Regions from separate parts of the Mus musculus genome. Here region 1 is linked to region 2. A link is a contact called in public Hi-C data. All regions are on one chromosome and are shown on one strand. The core of a region is the stretch at or near the end of the contact, and the rest is flanking DNA. Distances in the headings are between cores, read along the strand shown.

The links. Hi-C and Micro-C count contacts between places; a contact is called where the count stands out from the background.
Region 1: a contact with region 2 is called in a Hi-C map of cortical neurons, with 2.9 times the contacts expected there. The contact joins the enhancer-like site here to the promoter of Lexm in region 2. A contact is called at or near these places in 15 of 39 promoter capture datasets (the 3T3-L1 cell line, the C10 cell line, the HPC-7 cell line and 8 more), 1 of 15 datasets of contacts at CTCF or cohesin (the NIH/3T3 cell line), 2 of 484 Hi-C or Micro-C datasets (cortical neurons and stem cell-derived neural stem cells), 2 of 115 datasets of contacts at active chromatin or transcription factors (embryonic midbrain and embryonic stem cells) and 3 of 9 other capture datasets (embryonic stem cells, liver and pancreatic islet).

The regions. Positions count from the first base shown.
Region 1 is chr4:107,035,955-107,042,483 of GRCm38.p6, reverse strand. Ssbp3 (single-stranded DNA binding protein 3) reads right to left here. Exons shown (of 18, transcript NM_023672.2): 10 at 5,484-5,548; 11 at 4,834-4,882; 12 at 4,227-4,262; 13 at 3,704-3,758; 14 at 2,451-2,521. Among named protein-coding and RNA genes, the nearest start is that of Gm12786, 12 kb to the right of the region's middle. Within about 2 kb of position 2,958, at least 14 of the 459 cell types and tissues checked have an H3K27ac peak or open chromatin away from gene starts, as enhancers often do. A contact at or near this core is called in cortical neurons, where this site is marked.
Region 2 is chr4:106,615,579-106,621,518 of GRCm38.p6, reverse strand. Lexm (lymphocyte expansion molecule) reads left to right here and starts at 4,281. Exons shown (of 10, transcript NM_183182.3): 1 at 4,281-4,394; 2 at 5,530-5,617. The coding sequence starts at 4,300.

The DNA of each region.
Region 1 (6,529 bases), core at 1,709-4,208, 420 kb before region 2:
CTCCTTTTCCTTCGATTTCCTCAACAGATTTCCAGATTAGATATGGATGTCCTCTTGTCTCACACTTTCGATTTTCTTGTGTTTTGAGACATGGTGCTCACTATATAGCCTTGGCTACTATGTTTTTTCCTTGGGCTTTCCTGGAGCTCATTCTGTAGAAGTACTGAGTAGTAGGACTAAAGGCATTGCTACCACCCTCCTGACCAAGCTACTGAAATTTTAGAGACAACATCTGCCACCTTTCCTGTGGTTGCCAGCAGTGACTGCCATCTTATTTCATGCATTGGTGGTGTTGCTGCATGAGTGTCAGATCCTCTGGAACTGGAGTTACAGACAGTTGTGAGCTGCCATGAGGATAACGGGAACTCAACTTGAGTCCTCTGGAAGAGCAGCCAGTGCTCTTACCTACTGAGCGATCTCTTCAACCCCCAAATGACTGTCACCTTACAGGTATAGTAAAAACTTGCTCCGTGATGGCTGTTGTCACAGACACCCTTGGTGGAAGTTGTGGCACAGGGAATGAGGCTTTTCTTCGCCTGGTGAGAGCTCTCAGATCAAGTTGCCAAGCACGAGATTAAAACTGTCGAACATGCAGATCAATGAGCAAACTGGAGCTTGGCTTTGATTAGAGAACAGTTCTGCTTTCTGCAAGTTCATTAAAAGCCTTTAGGAAATCAAGATAACATAGAATTCCAGTTCTTAAATCAAAATCCCACCAGAAGTTGTTTTTGCTCTGTTTTGTTGGGTGGAGCCAGGGTCTCCTGCATGTGAGGTATGTGCTCTGCCATACGCTGCACCTTCAGTGCACTTCGGCCTTGTTTTACAGTGATGTGAGCCGTCACTGGTATACCACAAAGGCACAGCTGTGCCCAAAGGCTGGGACATCTGTTATCAAAGCCCCTCCCCTCTGGTCCACACACAGGACCTGTACTGTGACCACTGGATCTAGAACTTTAGACCCAGAGCAATCAGGGACTGGGGTTGATGGCAGTGCTCACTCTAGTCTGCGCTCACACTGGCTTGAGGGGGTCACTGTTTTTGAATGGACACCAGTGTCACTTTGAAGAACAAAAAGAGCCTTTGGTTCAAAGGACGTGCCAGTCCCCACACAGTGGAGAGAGAGAGAGTGTGAGCTTCCCTACCCTCTCTGCTCACTGGAGCACCTGTCTAGAGATGGTGTAATATTCTCGACTGTCCTCGACCTGCGTGTCATTTAGCTTACTCTGGTGCTGTCTGGGTCACATGGCATTGTCATGGTTTGTAGTTTCATGACCTTAACTCTGAAACACACGGTCACGGCATCCATAAGTTAAATGTACATTCAGTAGCATCTTGATGCGAACTCGAGTGTAAATTGTGGCAGCAGGTAGACATCCTGAGGCTACAGCCCTTAGGATGACACAGCCTGAGTGATGCCTAATAGCATCCATGGCCGTGAAAAATGCAAGAGTGATTGTAGGTGGCAAATGACCTAAACCACTAAACCATGTCCATCCGGCATCAGTGCCTCTACTAGCCCAGGGGGCCTCTGGATGGGTTTAGTATTCTCAACCTTCTATCCCCACTGCTACAAAACAGGACTTCTGTCCTGAGGTATCTCAGAATACAGAGTATCTGAATGAAAGAGACCCCTAGTGAGGTGAAACACAGCAAGTGGCTGGATGGGAGGGCGGTACCACAGAGAGTTCCCCATACTCATGCAACACAGGGCCCTGGCAAAGGAGGCAGGCCATAGAACGTGACCTTCGCAGGCTGCTGGGAGACGTATGTGGCAGGGACGCAGTGCTAGAGGTGCAGCACAAGAACAGCGTGTGTGCTTGTGTGCACAAGGTCTGCACTCATCCTCATCACCACACGTCTGCCGTCGTCAGCATGGCAGTCCTCATGTAGGATGTGATACCTGGTGTGACTTTTGTCTTTGCCCAGAAACTGGGCTCACAAAGCCAGGGGCTATCTCCTCTCCACAGCTACAGAAGCGAGGCAGACTCTGTACAGGGAAGTTTGGCAAGGGCACTCCAGAGGGGAAGACTGTAAGGAGTCGAGGTAAAGGAGCTGCCATACTGGTATCCACATGGGTCAAGTAGGTGCCCAAAGGAACCTCAGGTTTCCCCCTTAGCATTAATGCCTGGGGAACAGGAAGGATCGGTGGGAGGGACTAACTACCCAAGGTGGCACGGCCAGTCAGAAGAATGGGGAGAAGCCCCCTGAAGCCTGGTGCTTTCCCTTGTCTCACACCTGACCAGAGGGGGAGCCCCGCCCCTCCCACCTCCCACCATCAATAAGATGGGGACTGACTTGCCCAAGAGTTAATCGCGCTTCTGATGGTTTATTTTATTCATCTTTGGTAACAAATGGCTAAAATCAATTACTCATGCTTTCCCCTCAGCTGATGAAGTTAATTATGATTTGTTATGGTATCTGGTATGTAAATGAGCAGAAAGCAGACTCACGTTAGACCGGCTGCCTCCAGGCGGCACAGGATTAATCATTGTGTAGATGTTGTCACTGGAATTTGTTGAATCTGTAGAAATAGTGGGAACCACAGAGTTCAGGTGATTAATTCATTTCTTAATTAAAACAAACTCTCGGCACTTGAACTCATTCTTTTGTATTTTATCACCTAAAATTTCTTCTAAGTATCACCATCTTCTGGCTAATTTGTATTTAATGAAGATTCACAAAGTTTTTAATCACAGAAAATTCAACTGAGAAAACCATTCGACCACAAACCTGAGAATGTCAGGGTATCTGGGCAGGCACAGCACAGGGACACAAATCCGTCCCCTAAGCTTAGCAAGGACACAAAGACATAACCTGTGTTTTCTCTCAGACCCACCCAGGGAAGGAAAAATGCAGCAAGTTACCCAGAACCACTCAGCTAGGCCGAGGGGCTGGGGCTGGGGCCGCATTAACATAAGGAGTGGGTTAGCATGACCCAGTCTGAATGTAGGTCATGCTGCTCATCAATGCTGCAGAGCGGGAGCCGGAGCGGGAGCCGGTTGTGGCTGCAGCCAGCTCCCCCCTGCAGCTGAGCAGATTCCCTTTATGGGGAGTTGGAAGAGGAGGCTCTAGCCACTCCCCACCTAGCCAAGGAAAGTCTCCTTAGGAAACCAGCTAATGCTGCTCCATCAGGAGCAGAAATTCTCCCTCTATTTTGGGCTGGGTAGGGGACGTACGCTGCACTTCTTCCAGCTGGCTGCAATGCTATTCTTAGCCAGGAGACAGATAATTGTGACTCTATGTATGTGTGCATATATGCACCTGCCCTCCTGTGCATGCATGCCTTCTCCAGATAAAGAAACAGGGAAACACAATCTCTTACACAGAGGACCACAAGCCTAGAACCCATAACCTCAGGGGGAGTGTGTATGTGCTTTTAGAGTCCTGGTCTCCAGTTGTCAGGGACCCAGAGACCCTTCTAAAGTCATCTAGGACAATGAGATCTTGTTGTTTCAGACCTTGGCTCAATTTTATTCTTTCAAAGCAGTATATAGGAATATAAGGGTCATGTGGCTAAAGCCACACAGTGGGTTGTTGATAGTGAAGGCTCATGGCCCTTACATCTCCAGGCATCAGTGCCTGGCAGAGCATGCACTCAAGGCTCAGAAGTGGTGCCTGAAAGGCCAGGGTCTGCAATAGAGCCCTCAGACACATAGCACCCCACTCCCACCAGACATTTATTTCCCCCCTCAAGCCCTCTTACCTGCAGGACTAGGCATGATGGGGGTTCCTGGAGGGCCACCACCACCAGGGGGTCCCTGAGATGAGATAAAAGGTGTCAGTAACTAACCTGTGGTGTTAAGAAGCTTGGGGAGACCGCTATGCTAGCTGCCAGTGCCCAGAGCAGCCTGGTACCTGGTACTGCCTCTCCTGCACTCAGAACTGGAGCCTACAAGCCAGAAGGGAGCTAGATTTATGCTCGTCCTCTCAAGCCAAGGCACAAGTGGTGGGTGTGTGCACACATCTGCTCACATGCACACCAACCAGTGAAAGCCAGAGCCAGTAAACGGGGCCCACAGCCTGCTGGGTAGCAGTCACTGAAAAAGAGCCCTTCTGGCTCAGCTCTGGAGAACTGAAGGCTAGCCCAGGCCTGTACAAACACCTAAACGCTGAGAACAATTTGGCTCCTGGGCTCAGATGTGTTCTCATGAGGAACATACTAGACCTGAGTGGCTCTCCTCAGCGGTCACATGCACTAGAGAGTCAGAATCCTGAGCTGCACTTACCACATAGGTTCCGGGTGATGATGAGGAGTACGGGATCTGGAAAGAAGATTCGGGAGCCATGGATTGGAGCTGCCTTCCCTGACAGACAAGCATCATGCCCCATCACTTCCAAACCCACTTTGGGGCACAGTCATTCTTATTTATGGTAGGCTTGGGGACCCAGTGAATTAGTAACCTGGTCAGTTTCCAGAAGAAGGGGCCTGAGACACATGCAATGGTCCTGGGGATTGGTCTCCCTTCTCCCAGTCTTTGGTGGAGCCTGAGAGTAGGGTCCCAGGAGACCTCCCAATTGGGAGGGTGGAAGACAGCAACACCCACACCCCTTCTTCTGTCTGCACCAAGCCTGTCAGTCATTTCCCTCAATGCTAGAAACCAGAACCATGACGCACGTGGAGCCCTAGCTCTTAGCCAGCCGATAGCTCAGGGCAGGACCACGTGTGAGGACCCCAGCACACTGCCGAGGGCTCCACCTACACGGGCCTTCTTAGCAGCATCAGGTAGATCCTGCTGTAGTTCTCCCGCCTGATACCTCTTCCTGGCAACAGGGTTACCTAATGTCCAGAACCTCTTCCCTGGGGAAAGGCACCCTCCAGACCTGTATACTCACTGAGTTAGCACTGTTGGGATTGGGCCAGGGTCTGCCAGCTCCTGGGCCCCTAAGAGAAGGAGAGATGGTGACAATCAAAGTGGGGCTACACTCTATGGCGTGGAGCCAGTGGGAGCAGGAGCAGGCTGCCATCAGTACAGGAAGTCCTAGATGCCATCTGACTCTGGGGTAGCAATGGGTAGTTCCACGGAAGGAGACTTAGGAACTCCTTCAAATTATATGAAAAAATTTGTAAAATATGTATTTACAAAATTATATATATATATATAAGTATTTCTGCTGTTTTTTTTCCTAGGAAGATAGACCACTGATTCTTATAAGCACTAAATATCAGGGCTTATTTGCATAAGGATTAAATCTTGAATCAGCCATTGAAGCTGTGCAAGCCTAAGGAAGTCACTCTACCTCTCTGGCCTCAGTGACCTCATCACAGGCAGGGAGTAACCACACCTTGTAGGAGTAGCCTGGTGACCACAAGGTGGCTAACTGTGCCAAGCACACAATCCAGTGTAAGACACAGCTCTCACCCTAAGGGTGAGGAAACAGAGGTCCAGAGGGGCACCAGTGAGGGGTAAGATTGTCTTCTGGGGTCCAACAGTGGGTGGGGAGGCCATGGGCTCTGAGGCACCGGCCGGGGCTATTTGCCTTACATGTTAATCCCAGGCATGGCGGGGCCGAGGGAGTTGGGTGGTGGTCTCATGCCGCTGCCGTAATTCTGCAACGATAACCAAGGGTCAGTCTATGAGGGGGAGAAGGGGAACCGGGAGGGAGACAAACACAGAATATAAGTGAGAGGGTTAGTCTGTGACGACAGCCTGATGAGAAAAAAATCACACGTACTTTCAGAACAGACAGGACCACAATGACAAGCCAGCACAGAGGGACAGTCACAACAGTCAATGCGTTGGCGGGGGCTTCACGATGATTCTCCCTAAACCCTGTCTGATCAGCAAGCTGCCATCATTCCCGTCCCACAGGCCTCAGCAGTTAGGCAGACTGACTCTGCTACCAAGCCCAATGCTGACTGGTGATCAGAGTCACATCAGACTGAGGGAGAAGGCAACAGAGGGAACCACCCACCTTGCCTCTGGCTGAGAATGCTCAATAGCCTCCCCTATAGTCACAGGGCCATTCCTCCCCCACTGCTGTACTCTGAGGGTAAATATGGCAGGACAGTGTCTCTGTGGCTACACCCCCAACTCTACAACCCAGGGTGCTCAGTGACTGGCAGAGGAGAACAAAGCGCGACAACTGTTTGGGCACTGGCCCTGTGGGCATCTGAGAGCAGCAGGTTGGTGAGAGGCTCCAATGTGAGACACATCTTGCTGGGCACACAGTGACCTTAGACTTCGCCTGCTCTGTCCCTGTAACAACCTTCTGAAGCTGGTCCCACTTTACAAAAGGCGGGACTGCAGGTCTGAGAGGGAGCAGTTGGCCAGATCAGCTAACGGGTGGGAGACCAGAGTCTCACTCACACACGCTGGATCTTTCCCAAACCTCTGGCAGGAAGAAGGTGAAAACCAGGGGCAGTGTTGGGTCAGACCAGCACAGAGGTAACACTGGGCTAAAACAGGTGATGTCACAAAGAACTGTCTCCTCAACCTCACCACTGAGGGAGCCCTCTTCTGCTAGGCCACTCATGGAGGCCTCGTGTCTACAAGACTACCTGGACAGAATATAGGCAATGACATCAGCT
Region 2 (5,940 bases), core at 3,032-5,531:
GAATTTGAAGAAACTATGACTTTAGCAACTTTTTATTAAAAAAAAAAGATTTATTTATTTTATGTATATGATTACACTGTAGCTGTTCAGGTGATTGTGAGCCTTCATGTGGTTGTTGGGAATTGAATTTAGGACCTCTGCTTGCTCCAGTCAATCCCACTCGCTCTGGCTCGCTCTGGTCGGCTCCACTAGCTCAGGCCCAAAGATTTATTTACTATTATACATAAGTACACCATAGCTGTCTTCAGACACACCAGAAGAGAGCATCAGATCTCATTATGGGTGGTTGTGAGCCACCATGTGGTTGCTGGGATTTGAACTCAGGACTTATGGAAGAGCAGTCGGTGCTCTTACCCGCTGAGCCATCTCACCAGCCCTTTAGCAATATTTTCAAGTCAAAACATTTGGATGCTATTTGTACTGGTTTTAGACTTTAATGTAATACATTTAATAATGTTTTAGCCTTTTAGAATTTGCTTTGATGGTTCCTTTTTATTTTTCATTTGCATTGGTGTTTTGCCTGCATACAGGCTGATGTGCGGGTATGTCAGATTCCCTGGAACTGGAATTACAGACAATTGTAAGCTGACATGTGGGTGCTGGGAATTGAACCAAAGTCCCCCGGAGCATCCAGTGCTCTTAACCTCTGAGCCATCTCCAGCCCCCATTTAATATATATATATATATATATATATATATATATATATATATATATATTTTTTTTTTTTTTTTTGGTTTTTTTGAGACAGGGTTTCTCTGTGTAGTCCTGGCTGCCCTGGAACTCACTTTGTAGACCAGGCTGGCCTTGAATTCAGAAATCTGCCTGCCTCTGCCTCTGCCTCCCAAGTGCTGGGATTAAAGGCGTGCGCCACCACGCCCGGCTCCATTTAATGTAGCTCTGAGATGGAAATAGAGAAGGTCCCATCCCAGTCCCCACTCTTTCCTCCAAAAAGGTCCTCAAGTGCCCAGTAACTGCCACTCCACTTTCTCTTTCCACATTTGAATACGGTAACACTTCAAGTAAGTGAAATAATATTTGGGTTTTTTTATGCCTGCCTTATCATTTAGCATAATGACTTCAAACTTTATCCATGATGTGGTGTAAGAGCTTCCCTTATTAATTTTGTACCTCTTTTTTTTTTTTTTCAGACAGGGTCTCTATGTAGTCCAGCTGGTGTCATGGTTACTAGGTAGCCCTGGTTGGTCTAGAACTCTCCTAACTGCCTCAGGCACCCAAGTGTTAGGATTACAATGCACACAATCATTGTTGGACAGCATTTCCTCCCTTTTTAAGGGTGAGCACTATTTCACGGTCTATATTGTCTGTATCTATCAGCCCTTGTTTATCCATCATTTACCACGGTAAATATGGGTCGTGATTATTGTGAATGAAGTTGCTACAAGCAGGGCTGTATTATACAGATATGTGTTTGGGTTCGCTGCCTTTACTCCTACAGCACATACTAAATGGGATTGCTGGGGCGTGTTGTAAGTCTATGTTTACTTCTTTGAGGAACCACTGTGCTATCCCATAGCAGCAGAATCATTATATTTGCCCATCACCAAAGCTCAAAGTTTCCAATTCCTCTACATCCTTGCCAAGACGTGTCATTTTCTCTAATGTTCATATTAACCATCCCGGTGGGTGGGCTAAGCTTTTGATCTGACTCTAGGAAGATGAGTAGGTGTTGGGAGGGAAGGGAGTGAGCGGGCGGGCATGCGTATCGCAGAAGCTGGAAAAATTGAAAAGGCCAGTGGTTTCTCTGCAACTTAGGGTAGCCCTCGGGGCCAGAGTTGCCCGTAGCTAGGGCTCACAGAGAGTGGGAAAGAGGTTGCAAGAGATAAGACTTATAAGTAAGCCGGGCGATGGTGGCGCACGCCTTTAATCCCAGCACTTGGGCGGCAGAGGCAGGTGGATTTCTGAGTTGGAGGCCAGTCTGGTCTACAGAGTGAGTTCCAGGTCAGCCAGGGCTATACAGAGAAACCCTGTCTTGAAAAAACAAAACAAACAAACAAACAAACAAACAAACAAACTTAAAGGTAGCAGCCAAAGCCCCCTCCCAGGCTCCGTCCTGGTTGAGACACTTGACTAAATTACATTGACAATGATCTCTGGGTAGGCTGAACTCCTGCAGCTCCAGACCTCTCAAGCGTTGAGTCCTGGATGGGTTGTGCGACCCATGCTTTACTAGACGTGACCAGGACCATTTATTCTGTCTGAGCCTTCAATTTCTTTCCTGCAATAATTAGAGTGGAGATGGAGGGGTGGTGGTAGCACCTATGGAAAAGGATGAATTAGTTGGCCAGGCAAAGTTCTATGACAGGGAGGAGCTGGACTGTTCGTGGCAGGTGGCCTCAATACAGAAGTGACTCACCATGGCCTGCTATGCCTTCTCTTGCAGCCAGGACTCTGGCCCATGCATGGACTTTGGCTGGTGTCTTCCACCACTCCTTCAGCTGTCCTGCAGCCAAGGGGATCACTGTAGAAGAGAAGACATGGGCAGCTACAGGCCGGTCTGTGCCACTTCCCCAGGAGTGCCTAAGGAGGCCCAGGCTGGTAGAAGGGCCTCCTGCTTAGGGCAAGGACAGCTACGACGCCATGACATGTTAGTATAGCTCTCCAAGGAAACTCTAGTCACATGCCCTGTCCCAGGTGGGGGAATGGAGGCCTCATGAGCATACCATGTCCAGGGTCACCTGGCGTCACCAGCAGGACCAAGCTTCAAATTTATGGGTTCCTGATAAATCGTACTACATTTATTCACTTATTTATCACCCAACAAACATTTGCTGTGTGTTTGCTATATGTCAGGTACTGTGTCAGGAATGAACAAGACAGTCTCTCTCTGTGGGCCTCTGAGAGGCCCTTTCCCAGGGCCAGGAATTGCCTCCTGTAGATGTTTTAATCCTCTCAGGAGCCTGGGAGATAGAATGTTGCTTCATTTCCCAGGTAAGCATGAGGAGACTTAGAAAGGGACGCCATGGGCTGGTGAGATGGCTCAGAGGATAAGAGCATTGACTGCTCTTCCAAAGGTCCTGAGTTCAAATCCAGCAACCACATGGTGGCTCACAACCACCCGTAATGAAATTCAGACGCCCACCCTCTTCTGGTATATTTATAGACATCTTTAAAAAAAAAAAAAAAGTAAAAAAAAAAAAAAAAAAAAGGGACACTACAGCTGATGTCTCTGACACACACACCCCCCCCCCCCCCGCTCAGTGGTATACTGTGGTCGCTCTATCAGCTGTGACTCTGTGACTGCCAGGCCTGGAGCCATTAGTCCAGCTTTCCATTTAAATACCAACTGTGGTGTGGGTCTGCTGTAGGAGGCTGCTGTGCCTCTGGTGTGCTTTGCCACTGGTTGGATGCAGGACTGAAGGTATCTTCCATCGACCTCCAGTTATCTTGTCACAGGAGTGGGGTGTAGACAGACATCTGTTCCATCTCTGCTGAAAGCCCTTGCAGGGCTCTGGGGTAATGAAGGAGACATTAGCACAGCCAGAGGATGCTATCAGTAGGGGAAGGGAGGAGGAGGGAGAGCTGGTCACACCAGGTTGGGGGCACACCCTCCCCTCTTTCTTCACCTAGCAAGTGATTCCTCCTTTGGGATTCTTCCCTGAAGTGCCTGTCCACAGGCTGGGCCCCACCCCATTCCCCACCTGCTAGCCTGGCCAAGCTGTGGAAGTGGTTGTCAGAGGACAGGGACCACATTTGGGGGCCAGTCGTCCTTTAGTGTCTGCTCAGAGTGGATATCTGAGGTTCTGATGCCACTGCATCCCTTCTGATGTCTCTAAGTACCTTCACCTATCTCTCTACTTGTCCTCCACGTGCCATCTTCCTTGGCTTCCCCGCCCCACCCTGCCCTGCCACGCCCCTCTCCCCATCGCTCCCCTCCCCCGCCAGAGTTCCATCCAGCAGAGAAGGACCAGAATTCCCAAGTCTGCTCTCCCCTCCGTTTCCCTTACAAGGTGAACATGAAGGCAATTTCTGAGCCTGGGCTCTCCCCAGTATAAGCAGAAATAAACAGATTCTCAGCAAGTGACAAGAGCTCTCTCATTAAACCCCAGGGGGATCCTAAGGTCTGAAGGAGCCCAGGAAGGGTCTCAGGCAAGGCAGCATTGGGAATATAAAGTGAATGATAACGTCAGGGGGCAGCCAGCACGCTGGAGAGCTCCCACGTGTCACGAAGCAGGTCTGTACTTGCTGAATCATAACGCCCCGGTTGCGGGTTGCCGTGGCAGCGCGCGGTGTCAAGGGGGTGTTGTGCCGGGGTGGGGGCAGGCTGGAGTCTAGGCTCAATGAGACCTCGCACCCACGGCGCCCCCCCGCGCAACATCATGTCCACCATCCCCAAGTGGTTCAAAGGGGCGCCCTTTGGGGTGCAGAGCCACAGGTGGGGCCCAACTGCTTCCTGGCCTAGCACCCAGGATCCAAGGGAGTTCCTGTGGCCCCACCAGCGCCTCTGCCTCCGCCTCCGGGAGGAAGGCTAACCCAGAAGGCTGGAGCCCGGGAAGGAAGGGAAGAGGGCTGGCTCGCCCCTCCCCCACTCACTTTCTCCTCCTCCTCCTCCTCCTCCTCCTCCTCCTCCTCCTCCTCCTCCTCCTCCTCCTCTTTTCTCCTCCTCTCTTCCTATGTAGCCCTGCTTGGACAGAACTCACAGAGATCTGCCTATCATTGCCCTCTCTGTGCTGGGATTAAAGCCTCTAAGTTTGTTTGTTTTCTGTTCCATTTTTGTAGCAAGTTCTTGCAAACTATTTCCAAACCACCTAATGTAAAATATTCATAGAGGCCACATGGTCTGCCCATCCCATGAAATTTAGCTAAAAAGTTTTGTTTGCAACCCAGGTGTCTTATTTCTTTTTTCTTTTTCTTTTCTTTTCTTTTCTTTTCTTTTCTTTTCTTTTCTTTTCTTTTCTTTTCCTTTCCTCTCTCTCTCTCTCTCTCTCTCTCTCTCTCTCTCTCTCTCTCTCTCTCTCTCTCTCTCTCTTTCTTTTTGAGACAGTCTCTCTACATAACCCTGGGTGTCTTGGAACTCACTCTATAGACCAGGCTGACTTCAAAGTCATAGAGATCCACCTGTCTCTGCCGCCCAAGTGCTGGGATTAAAGGTGTGCACCATTATGCTCAACTGTCATATTTCTTTTTATGTTCTATTATGTAATATAGTTGCATATAAATGACCTACTATGTGCCACACACGGTTCTAGAATCTGTGATCATGAGGTGGTCTGGATAATTAAACGTATATGAAAGATGATATGAAGTATCCACCCTGTAGTATAACATCTATCTATCTACTTGAGCTGGGAAGGATAATGGTAAGAACTCTGAAGAAGAATGAAGCTGTAGGGAGAGGCAGAGCATAGGGTGGGTGGCAGAGCATCTCAGGAACTCTCAAAATGATGAAGCAGATCCAAAGTGACATTCAAGGGTCAGCTCCAAAGTCGCCTGTCCTGGGAAACCAACTGCCTGTCCACCAGGGCTGCCCCAGTCAGGACCAGATGGGCCCTCACTTATACCTCTCTTAGGTTTGATGTCTCCGCTGTCTATCCCAACCAGAAGAAATTCAGCACCTTCACAGAGGCCCCATACTCCAGACATCATTCGGTGGAACTGGTGAGCCTGCTTCCTTTCACGTGGTCTGTGTCCCGCCCCCAATACGCCCGCGCATGCTCCAACCGCGTCCCTTCCCCAATACACCTGCGCATGCTCCAACCCAAGCTTGCCTCATTCTTGGCTCCAGATGTTTGATAAACTCAGGACTATGCTAGAACCCTAGGAGTTTAAGGGCCGCAGGCTTCCTCTTCCACAGCTGTTTCTACTCTGTATTTCCCTGAAGTGGAACAAGGCCAGTCACAGAGGTGGTCAGGACTCGATCTTGAGTGCTGAGCTCCTCCTGGTCGTCAGACTGGGGAACTGTCTAGTTTAATTCCTAGGCC